Regions from separate parts of the Gossypium hirsutum genome. Here region 1 is linked to region 2. Evidence: chromatin contacts called from public Hi-C data. All regions are on one chromosome and are shown on one strand. The core of a region is the stretch at or near the end of the contact, and the rest is flanking DNA. Distances in the headings are between cores, read along the strand shown. Region 1 overlaps LOC107916586 (alpha-glucan water dikinase, chloroplastic). Region 2 holds the start of LOC107916588 (ABC transporter B family member 26, chloroplastic).

Region 1 (6,640 bases), core at 603-3,102, 120 kb before region 2:
CTTCTATTCACATAGTTCTTAATTTAATTGTTTTGCTGGCTTGTAGTCACAGATTTCCATTTTGATCTATAGCACTGACATATTTGTTTTATGCTTTCAATCTAGGTATGGGCTTCAAAATGGAATGAGAGAGCATATTTCAGCACCAGGAAAGTCAAACTAGATCACGACTACCTCTGTATGGCTGTCCTGGTTCAGGAAGTAATCAATGCTGACTATGCATTTGTTATTCATACTACTAATCCATCGTCAGGGGACACTTCAGAGATCTATGCTGAGGTATGCATCAGCATTTATCAATTTTCTATCATGATCTCCTGTCATTTGTTCCCCTTGAGGAAGAAAAAGGAATTATTTGATTTCTGTTTGACTTAGGTTGTCAAGGGACTTGGAGAAACTCTTGTTGGAGCTTATCCAGGTCGTGCTTTGAGTTTTGTTTGCAAGAAAAACAATCTCAACTCTCCTCAGGTAAAACATGCCTACATATTTAATACTGGGTACAATTAACGAAGTAATGCAGAATAAGATTAACCATCAATACAATTCCCTTACCATCATATCATTGAAAAAATTATATTTGATCACAAAGCAACTAATCATATTCTCCACTAACGATTTCCGACATATTTCAGGTTTTGGGATATCCAAGCAAACCAATTGGTCTCTTCATAAGGCGTTCCATTATCTTCCGATCTGATTCTAATGGTGAAGATCTAGAAGGTTATGCAGGTGCTGGCCTTTATGACAGGTAATCTCCTTCCAAACTTCCTTGCAGAAAGCGTGCAGTGTGCTTATTATTTGATGTGTTTGATTTTTCCTTTTGTTGGGACTGTACTGTCCTTAAATGGAAAACTGTTCCATCTTCCGAATTGTTAGTGATCAATGTCTATTATTTTATTCTTCCGGAGATGCACATGAAGTGAACATTTACGGCTGAAGGAAGCAGGGTCCAATCTGCCTTATTGTTTTTCATGCAAAGGGCATGGTTAGATTTTTATGTAGTAACTGCTTTTCTAGAGCCTAGAGGAATCTCCAGATGGCCAATACTAACGCCACTAAAAGTCTAGCACTTGTTCTTGGTCTTGCAATTTGGTCTAACAAAGAAAGTTACTTATCATATGATCTTGTTCCCCTAATTCTTTTTAAAAGAAACTTTTGCACGGACGCTTAATAACACCAATCTTTTTTGTGCAGTGTGCCAATGGATGAAGAAGAGAAAGTGGTGGTTGATTACTCATCGGACCCGTTGATAAATGATGGCAAGTTTCAACAAGCAATCCTTTCTAGCATTGCTGGTGCAGGAAATGCCGTAGAGGAACTGTATGGATCTCCACAAGACATAGAAGGTGTGATCAGAGATGGGAAGGTGTATGTTGTCCAGACAAGACCCCAGATGTGATCCTCTCATTTGTTTCTTTTTAGTATAATAATTATATTCTTTGGGCAGTGTTTTTTTGCCTATGCCGACGTTGTAAAATGAGTAAAACATACAACACTGAAGAAGAGGTGAAAATGAAATAGAAACAAAATGTATAAAGAAAGAATAAATATTCTAAATCGCAGAACTAATAACTTGTTTGTACGTGTATGCATACATTATATGAAGATGTTTCCTGGGGTCCTATTCTATCTACTCTTAAATTTAGACCTTTTACTTCTTTTCTTTTAGTTGACAAGATTATTAGAGAAATTTTATTCTATTCAGATATTGGATTATTTAGTATTTTTAAAATTAAAAATTAGCTTATGATGGAAGGATTAAATTTTAAGTGGGGGAGGAGTACAGGGATTGGGAGAGCTAGACTGAGAATCGTCCGACTACCAGTTTTGGTCGGAGCAAAACGCAAGTTTTGTTCATGTGGGCCTAAACACATTCATTTGTAGTTAAATTAATCAAGGTATGATGCCAAGAAACAGCCCTATCATCTGCCCATCCTACTTGCGGGACAATGTTTTTACCCAACTTAATATTAAAATTATCCTAAAATATATAATTATTATTAATTTTTAAGGACATATAAATATTATATACACTCAATCATATATGATATCTTTTTTAATTTAATTTTATTTAAACTACTTAAAAATAATTGAAAATTTGGAAAAGAGAATGTCAACATGTTGAAACTATTTGCAGGAACAATATTAATCAAAAGTGAAATTTGAAAATATTGAAATCAATTGTTAAACATTAAAAAACTGATAAAAATTATAAAAATGACGAAAATAGAAAAACTGAAACCAGTCATCAAAAATTAAAAAGCCTAGAAAAATATTAGAAACTGGAATTTGGGATGATTAAATTAAAAAAAAACTAAAAGTTATTTGAAAATTATAAAATAAGAAAACATGTTTATTTATTTATTAAAATTTTTAAAATTTTTACTAATTTAATTAAAGTTAAGTTAGAGAAAATACTAAGTATGGTGAAGTGTATAATGATAAATTTACATTTTTAAAAGTTGATGTGAAATTATTTGACTGGTGCTTAAAATTTCTAGTTGTTAAGATCATCTAAATATAATTTATTTTTTTATAAATGATAATAATGTTAAAAAATTATACAAATTTAATAAAAAATAATTTTTTTTCAAGTTATTAAAATTTGAAATTATAAATATAGTTTTAAATTATTAAATTCTTTTTCAATTATTATCATTATACATAATTAATAAATTTTATTCAAACATAATTTTTTATTATTCTGAGCAAATATAACTTATTTTGGTCTAAATTTAGTAACAAATAAATTAATCTATTAAAGGTATGGACTTAATTTAACATGCTAATTGCATAATCAACAAAATGTGACGGACCAAATCTGGGATTAGCCCATTATCCATTCCTCCAAGGTGTCATTATGCCAATATCCATAGACACTCTTTTTATGCATAGGTATATAGATTTGAGAGTTTAGTTGAAGATATTAAATTAATAATTATATTATTTCCAAAATTAACTGTTTGAAAAAGGTCTCGTTGGCTCCAATTAACTTTAATTTTTAAAATAAAATTGTATTGAGAAATAATTAAAAATAACATGTTTTGACGATTTTCAGTCCAAATTATTTGACGATTCCTTGATTTTTGTCTGTTAGATATTAGTCCTGTAGGTCCATTTGAATGGGCGCTAAGTTTTAGTGAGGTTAAAAACGAAAAATAGTCTGCTCTTGGTAGCACGTCCTCTGTCTGCTCTTGGTAGCATTTTTGGTTTTATTTTGTCTTTTAGTATTCTTGTGCTTGTTTTTTTTTTTTGAAGTTTTGTTTTGTCTTTTTAAAGTTTTTTTTTTACGTTAGTTATGGAGAGAAGACAAGATAGAGAAGGAAATGGAAGGCTTAAATCTTGAAGATGAAGAAGATATTGAAATTTCGTTGCTAATAGATCGGGAGGCACAAAAATCGACTTACGAGTTCTGTTTGGTTGGTTGTTTATTAACATCAAGTATTGTTTATTTCCTAGCTATGAAAAATACTACGGTAAATCTTTGGCATCCCTTAACGGGAGTACTGATCTCAGATTTTGGAGAAAAAATGTTTCTTTTCAAGTTTTTCCATGAGATGGATATCAAGTGTGTAATGGAAGGGGCCCATGGACTTTCAATAATCACTTGTTGATTTATCATCGTTTAGAGAAAATGAAAACCCGATGCAAGTTCCTCTGGTATTTTCACCTTTACGAGTTCAGGTTAATGATCTTCCCCTTGGTTTCTTTCCAGAAAGTGTGGCAAACCAAATGGGGAATTTTGTTGGATGTTTTGTGGAGTACAATGCGAAACCTCTGAGTAGAGGATTCATGAGTTTCTTGCGTTTTAGAGTAGATATGGATATCAGGAAGCCATTGAAAAGAAAAAAGAAGATCATGTTATCCTCATCAAATTCAACTTATGTCTCCTTTTGATATGAGAGGCTGACTTTATTTCATTTTCTCTGCGAGCGATTGGGACATAATGATAAATTTTGCCTTGTCCGATTAACAAAGGGGGACGAGGTTTTGGAGTTGGGATAGAACTCAAATCTGAAAGCACAATCTAGAAGAGTTGTGGTTGAGAATAGCGTCTGGTTTAGGAGGTAAGGGATGACGAATTTTGGGAAAAAAATCTAACAAGCCATCATTTGGGGAGAAATCAAGGAGAGAATGTTAGGAGAGATTTAAAGAAGAAAATAAATCCAATCTTGGGATTTAATTTGGAGGGATTTACTAAAAAAAATATAAATGAATTCTATAGGATCTTCCAATGGTGTAGGCCAATTTGAAATGGACCATGATATTGAGGAAAGCCCTATTGCACAGTTGGATGGAAAGAAAATGCATAGCATAGTCTTTTTGGACTCTAGCATTTTAGGAATGGAAGATTCGATGGGTACCGCGAATGAGCAAAATAATGTTTGTTCCCTTACCGGAAACCATGAAAATGATAAGTTAGAACGTTAGCGAATTGGGGAGTACACGAGCGATTCGAAGACTTCGGCACATGTTGGAGATATACAATCCCCAAATTGTCTTCTTAATGGAGACTAAGTTGAATAGTGATCTAATGGAGAAGGTCCAAAAGCGATGTGGATTTTCTAATGGAATTGATGTTTCAACAAATGAAACAAGAGGTGGGTTTGGTTTAGCTTGGAACGAAAATGAATTGGTCCAGCTATGAAGTTATCCTCAAAATCACATTGATGCTGAAACTTTGATGGATGATAATGGTAGTAAATGGAAATTAACTGGATTTTATGGTATCCCAGATGTGTGCTTTAGAGAGGAAGGGTGAAATTTATTACAAAGTCGAAATCAAGACTTATCATGGCTTGTATGTGGAGATTTCAATGAAATTTTATATTCTCTCGAGAAATTTAGTGAGGTGCCAATAGACAAAAGATGGATGAAATGTTTTCAGAGAATGCTTGATAATTGCTGATTAATGAATGCAAGGTATTTTAAACCTCGATTCACTTGGGAAAGAGGTAACCTTCATGAAACTAATATTCGAGAATGACTTGATAGGGGGTGGCTAAAGTTGAGTGGTTTGATTTGTTCCTGAATTTCTCAATAAACCACTTATCGCATTCTTTTTTCGATCATTGTCCTCTTCTAATCAAAACCGATCAAGGGGATTAGTAGAGAAATCGAAAGAATTTTAATTTTGAATCATGGTGGGTCTTGAAGGAATCCTATGAAAAGGAAGTAAGGCGTTATTGGGAGTTGAATTCTGGTTCGGTTATGGAGAAACTTGAAGTGCTTTTAGCTAGGCTAAAAAGATGGGCAAAAGGTATAAAAAGCAAGTGAAACGAAGTTTCTAAAGGCTTGCAAGACAAGTTGGGTTGGTTGTTGGAACTTGACAGGGATGATGATACATTGGCTGAGATAATCGATATGAAAATCCATCTTAATATGGAGATTGAGAAGGAAGAAAATTATTGGAAGCAAAGAGCCAGGACAAACTGGTTGAAAATGGGAGATAGAAACACCAAATTCTTTCACAGTTTTGCATCCTAAAGAAGACGTTCAAATCGTATCCGGAAGTTGGTGGATGAGCAGATAATGTAGCCACGTCAAAAAGCGAAATGGAAGAATTTGCACGCAAATAATTTACTGATATTTTTGCATCAAGAGGAGCAGGAATATGGAACATATTCTGTCAGGAGTGGATACTTGTATAACATTAGAAATGAGTCAGATGATATTGTCCAATTATACAGATGATAAGGTGGTTTCAGCATTGAAATCAATGGGTCCAACAAAAACTGCTGGTTCTGGAGGATTCCCAGCACTAATTTTCCAGAAATTTTGGAATATTGTTGGAAGAGATGTAAACGACTTCAGCCTGGAAGTTCTAAATGGAGTTACGAATATGGAACAGTTTAATGCTACTAATAGTGTGCTTATTCCTAAAATTGCCAAGCCGTTGAATGTGAACAATTTTAGGTCCATAAGTTTTTGCACGGTTTTATATAAAATCATTTCTAAAATTGTTGCAAATTGATTCCAACAAGTTTTAGATTATTGCATTGATGAGGCCCAAAGTGCTTTTTTCCTAGGCCGTATGGTAATTGATAATGTCCTTCTTGCTTTTGAAGTCTTAAACCTTTTAAGCAAAAAAGGAATTAGGGAAAAAGGCTCTTTCACCTTGAAATTAGATATGAGCAAAGCCTATGATCGAGTTGAATAAGGTTTTTTACAACATATGATGCTGAAGATGGGTTTTGATAGAGTTTGGGTGAATTTTATTATGAAGTGTATCAACTTATTTTCGTACTGCATTGTAATTAATAGAAAATAAGGACAAAAATTCTTCCCCACAAGAGGGCTAAGACAAGGGGACCTATGAAGCCCTTATTTATTTCTGATTTGCAGTGAAGGTTTGTCTTCCTTAATGAAATTGGCCAAAAGGGAAGGAGAGTTGGGAGGTGTCAAAGTGAGTAGACGGCGACAAAATATTTCACATATCTTGTTTGCTGATGATTGTATTATTTTTGGGGAAGCTTTAGATAGGGGGCGAATGTCCTTAAACTACTACTCCAAGAGTATGAGGATGTTTTGGGTCAATGTGTAAATCATGAAAAATCAACTATTTTCTATAGTTTGAATACTTCTGAACAGGCTAAATAGGCAATAGCGCAAATCTTACCTGTTCGTGTTTCTACAAACT
Region 2 (5,875 bases), core at 3,193-5,692:
TCAAAGGAAAAGACCAAAAGCAATGACATTGACAAGAACTCTGGTAGAATAATTTACCTTTTCAGTTCTTGCTTCTCTGTTCCATAAACACGAACAGTTCTCATTAAGGAAAATGTCTCCTGAGCTACCTATGAAATAAATAGTAAGAATCTTTCACCCTAACGCGAAAAATTGGGGAAAAAAAATACAGGATGTAAACTAAAAAGAAAGTTTCTATTAAATACCTCATTGGCAGAAGCAGCATATTCTTGGATCAATTTTGCTGTCTTTTTCTGGTACCTACAGAAAAGGACAAAATATATTTTTCTCAGAAAATGACTACACTCAGACAATAGTCAAACCAACCATATATCTGCAAATCAAGAAATAAGAAAACTGTGTCACTGTATATTTTAGTAAGTCAAAATCCTCAGTTTGAATCAAAGGTTTGTTGTTTGTCTGTCTTTTTTTTCTTTTCTTTTAGAATCCAAACACATTTTGTTGTGGATGCTTAGTAGTTGCTAGGTGAGACTCTTAGGAGAAATTTGTTAGGTAGGAACCTTAGAATAAAGCTGTTTTAGGACTCTTAAAATAGATGTTGTGTTTGATAGTGCTTTAATTACTGTAATCTCTACTTAAAAGGGGCGATTAAGGGAAAAAAAGTCAAAATCTATCATAACTCTACAAAGAGATTTGGTTCTCTCTCTAACGAGAGCTAAAGGTTTCAGTCTCGCTTTGATGAGTTGAACTATCAATCCCAAATTCGTGGTTGTAACAATTTGGTGTTTAAAGCCAAGAATTCTTGGAAATGGCAGAGCAATGGTTGGTGTTATGAATCGAAATAGAAAACAGGAAATAGAAAGGGAAGAAGAAGAATAGAAAGGAAAGAGAGGAGAGGAGAGAAATCACAGAGATGAAGAAGAAGATAGAAATCGAGAGAAAAGAAGCAAACAAAACATATTCATTTCATAACCTCCCCTCTGTTATAGACTCGGTTAAAAAAGGGAAAAAGAGGTGAAGTTGCACCAGATTCAGTTAGCAGCCGTTACTACAGCTGTAAACAGGAGGGATTGAAACGCATCATTTCATCACGTTTCCACTCAATCCGGCCCACTAAAATATAAGTAAAAATGTTATTTTTTCCTAATCTTAATTTTGTCCCATAACAGTTGGAAAAGTGGGGAGCAGACATACGCAAGAAGCTCAAGAATATGCAAACAAAGACAGAACAGATAATTGATTGTACAATGCAGCATGTGACCAACATATTGCAGAAACTAAAACACACTGTATGACTAAATCTGTGGTAGATCAAAAGTAACTTTGTGGTAGATACAAAAGTAACCCTCTAACTGAACAAAATCAAACCATGGCAGCCTCTACTAATCTCTATTTCTCATGCCATGCATCAACCCCTCCTTAACCCATCTCGACAAAAACCATCACAGTCACAGCCAACTTCGTTCCTTGTCTTATTCATTAACCACCACTAAACGCATATCCAGCAATCCATCCTTTTCTCTAAATCCAAGAAACCTTCAACTCTATGTCGAAAAAGTTAATGGATCTAAACTTACTAGTGTATTTTTGAAAATTGCAAATGCTGGTAAGAAGCTTGTAAAAGGTATTGAAATAGTGAAAGAATGATGCGCTTATTCATATCTTGGTAAGTATTTATAGTGGTTACCATGCTCATTAAACCACAAAGCAGAGATAAAGAGATAAAGAGATAAAGAAAAAGATAACAGCAAGAAATCAAAACAGAATAGTTGTTTTTGTTGCGGAATAAGTCAATGACTGTTATAGTTGTTGTTGTTGTGGACTAAGTGGCTGTTATTAGTTAGATTCAATGGTGCTGATAAATGAGAATAAATTTGTGAAGGTCCATGACCCATTCAATTTTAAGGGTTAGTAATAGAAGGAATAATGGTGCTGTAGTGGTTGTTTTATAGAATAAGAAATGACCTTTGATCCTAATACAAAGATGATAGATGGATGTGCGAGCATTGCATAACTGCCAATCACTCTTAGGCTCTTTTCCAATAAGTATTGTTGTGGACACTTAGTAGTTTTTCGGTAGGACTCTTGAGAGAATCTGCTAGGTAGGAATCTTAAAATAGAAGTTGTGGAAGTAGGACTTTATTTATTTTCTTTAATTATTGTAATCTCTATTTAAAGGGATGATAAACAAAACAAAGGTACGTTGAATTTTATCAAATAAATAAGATTTGGGTTTCTCTCAAACAAGTCCTAAAGGTTTCAGTCTCCCTTTAATGGGATGAACTATCAATCCCAAATTCACGGTTGTGACACATTTTTAGTTAAACTGTCTCTTCCTCGAACCCTCTAAAACCTACCATGTGACTTTGCAACATCTAATTAACATTAATAGCATTCAGATATATCCTCTACTCAGCACTTTTCTTTAATTTCCTTCATATGCATCCATTTAATCATAATTACTACCTTTTATGATATATTTTAAGTAAACTAGCTTCAATTTAAAGTGAGGATACTCTTAAAATCTTACATGCCATAGACCGTCATAATTGCTGCTAGACTAGAGCATATCACCAATGTACATAAACCAAGTGGCCATGACAAAATCAGCAAGTAGATCAAGGCACCTGTCCCCTAAAAGAAGAATGAAATGCTGATGAGATTCCCACCATTCCAGCAAAGTTGAACCGATTAATTATTTGATCAATGACAAACCTGAAGAACATTCCGCATAATAAGATTAAGATCATTCCCAATCACACGGGACACTTGTTGACAATCTGAACCAAGCCTACTTGTTAAATCACCAACTGTTTCACCATCAAAAAAGGATATTTCCTGCACAAAATATGATGCGAAAACTAAAGGTATATACCTGTATGCCTAACAGCAAGCAAACATTTGAAGCAAGTAGAGTTTTTATATATTCAGAACCTGAAGAAGAAGAGACGAATACAGTGTTTCTCTCATTCGCTTAACCTGTTGATATCACATGAACAAGTAAGGCTTAAGTCACTCCAAGGAAAGAAATGTTGATCATCACTAAATACACACTCAAAAATGGAAATTAAAAATTGAATAATGGTTCCCATGAAACAACCCCAAAAAACAGGGCCCTATGTGAAAACCAGACAAGGCATCGGAGATTAAATAGTAAAAGCATGATAAGAAACTCACCAGGATCATATTTGCAATGCCAAAGCAGCATCCTCGCAGACCACTGAAATTCAAGCAAACACAGCAAAGCCTAAGCAGCTGTTACCTTTTCCTTCATAAAAGCTCAAATTCCAATAAAAATATTTAAAACTTTTACAATCACTGGAAACTAAGCAATGGTGAATCCTTTTAAGCATCAATACAGGCAAACAATTAAGGGAAAAAATCATTGACTAATAGAAGCGCGACTTCAGATTAGCTTCGTTGCGACCACAAGAAAAGGACAATCCCATGTTTAGTATGGCAACTTAATATAGAAGGGAGATTTGACCATACTAGATTTTGACCTGCATATTCCTGCGGTAACACATATCATAATCAGATTGCGTACATTCCTGTGGAACACTGCTATTTCATGATTCTGTGCCGAAAATATTGTTGCGGTCAAGTAATGCGGGATAGATATTTCCGAAAGCTGAACCAATACATGCACCAAACAGTTGATCAGGAAAAAAAAATCTCACTGGCAGCTAAAGTTATAATTTCAACAAACAAGATAATAACTAATAAATTATCAGAAATCATTAACCACAATGGATCTTACAGCAGCCACAATAAGGGTAGAAAAAGCAGCGAAAATGACCAAACGATCTTTAGCAATCAATTGCCACATTCGACTAAGCGCCCTCCAAACCGTCACTGGTTTGGCCATGAATTTAATCTCCACATCTTCGGAGAAGCTCCACCAGCTCCCTCCTGGTAACATCGATCGAAGAAAATCAATCCATTTCCGAATTCTGCCTCGCAACTCGACATTCTCTACGGAATGCTCTTCCTCAAAATGATCTAGATTCGTCTCTAGCGAGAATCCGTTAATCGAAGACGATTTTAAAGGAGCTAAGCGATGGCTAATCCTCTTAAAACAAATCGAGACCTCAGGACTCCTGGAAAATCGGAGAGTCCGGCGGTTAACGAAATGAAACAGTCGCTGGTAATGAGCCGAAGAACGATAGCCAGGATGTAACTTCGCGTTGCAGCAAAGAGGAAGGGCCATTGGACGGAGTAATAATGGAGGGAGTTTGTTTGGGGATAAAGCTAAATGTTTTTAAAATCTTTAGCTTCTGGCCCATGTGCACTTGCCAAGAAACGCCTCCGATTTTAAGGCAATTGAAATAAATGATAATTCAGGGATGATGTTTTAATTGACACAAATTCTCGCGCGTGCTTACATTTCTGGAAGTGCGCGCGTTGGAAGATTTTTTTCCTGTTTCGTTATGAACGTTTTCTGTGAAGTGGATGGTCTCGTCGTGTTGAATTCCACACCGTTAGATCTGCCCCAATAAAACGACAGCGTTGCCTGGAGGACATGGGAGAAATTATTTCCGATGACGTGTTTGAACGGATTAAGCTTTTTGGTCTCCACACACGACACTCGTCTTACGTAGTAACGTAGCGCCACGTTAACATTCTTTTGACGGTATCACCCTCACGGATCTCATATATTATCCTCAAACATTCTAAACATTTAAGGCGAATGGAAGGATAATCTAGTCATTAAGATAGAAAGAAACAACCTTCTAAAAATATCTTCACGTTCACGGCGGCTTACTGGAACCCGGTACATATTATTACCCTTCTTTTCTCTCTCTCGGAATCGGACTCCAGCCATGGCTGTGGTTCTTGGAAATTTGGCTTTGTTACTTGACGTGACATCTGCGAGGACCGTTACAACGGACCGAAAATCTCGTCCCTTGGCGATCGACGTCGTTTTGAATCTGCAGAAGAGGGATCCGCATTTCTCCCACGTTTCTCTTCCCAACAAGAGCCAACTCGACTACTGGGACGGGGAGAATCGGGCACCCCGTGCCGTGGCTCGTGGCAAAGCGAATTCGAAAGTAAAGGCGGTGGATTTTGACGCGGCGTCCAGTGACGACGATGAGAACGGCAACGGATTTGAGGAGGAAGAGGAGGAGTACGATTGGGAGAACGAAATGAGGAAGAGAGTTAAAGAAATTGAGGAGATGAGGGAATTGGAGAAGAAAGCAGAGGAGCTGCAGAGTAAAGCGGAAGCAGAGGAAACTGAAGGTGAAGGTGAAGGTGCAGGTAGAGAAGAAACCGAGGAGGAAAAGAGGATGAGAGTGAGAAAAGAGCTCGAAAAGGTTTTGCCTTCGTCTCTCTTCCCTTGCTACATAAATAGAACTAATCCTCTACTTCTTTTTTCGGTTTTCCTTCCAATTTTGTATTAGAGATTCAAAGTTTATGGATGCCTGTGTGAGAACAGGTGGCTAAGGAGCAGGCAGAGAGGAGAGCTACGGCACAATTGATGTTCGAATTGGGCCAAAAGGCTTACGGAAAAGGCATGTACGGACGTGCCATTGAATTTCTTGAAGGTGCTCTCACGATCATTCCCAGGCCAACGTTATTTGGCGGTGAGGTTGGTTGATACTTGATATTACCCTATAAGATAAGGCGGAAATTTGAGGAACTTCGATGGCCCTGTATTGAAATCCATGTTTGAACCAAACCCCCCCCCCCAAAAAAAACAAAAAATAAAAATAAAAATTGCCAAAGACTAATAGACTTTTTTTTTTCGCCCATTTGCGGGTATCAGATTCAAATATGGCTGGCTATGGCTTATGAGGCGAATAACCGCCATGCGGACTGCATTGCTCTGTACCAGCAATTAGAGAAGAAGCACCCTAGTGTGAGCATTCGACGGCAAGCTGCTGATCTCCGCTAC

Evidence for each region. Hi-C and Micro-C count contacts between places; a contact is called where the count stands out from the background.
Region 1: a Hi-C map of leaf shows a contact between it and region 2, with 2.6 times the contacts expected there. The contact joins the enhancer-like site here to the promoter of LOC107916588 in region 2. A contact is called at or near these places in 9 of 34 Hi-C or Micro-C datasets (anther, callus, hypocotyl and 1 more).

Annotation. Positions count from the first base shown.
Region 1 is chrA01:100,774,328-100,780,967 of Gossypium_hirsutum_v2.1, reverse strand. It overlaps LOC107916586 (alpha-glucan water dikinase, chloroplastic), which reads left to right. Exons shown (of 36, transcript XM_016845865.2): 33 at 106-279; 34 at 376-468; 35 at 633-748; 36 at 1,195-1,622. The coding sequence ends at 1,399. Among protein-coding and RNA genes, the nearest start is that of LOC107916586, 16 kb to the left of the region's middle. Within about 2 kb of position 1,852, at least 2 of the 9 cell types and tissues checked have an H3K27ac peak or open chromatin away from gene starts, as enhancers often do. A contact at or near this core is called in leaf, where this site is marked.
Region 2 is chrA01:100,658,947-100,664,821 of Gossypium_hirsutum_v2.1, reverse strand. LOC107916588 (ABC transporter B family member 26, chloroplastic) reads right to left here and starts at 4,442. Exons shown (of 18, transcript XM_016845870.2): 1 at 3,740-4,442; 2 at 3,483-3,610; 3 at 3,157-3,199; 4 at 2,914-2,958; 5 at 2,695-2,817; 6 at 2,510-2,613; 7 at 225-279; 8 at 58-119. The coding sequence starts at 4,189. LOC107916589 reads left to right here and starts at 4,763. Exons shown (of 4, transcript XM_016845871.2): 1 at 4,763-5,294; 2 at 5,417-5,569; 3 at 5,747-5,875. The coding sequence starts at 4,803.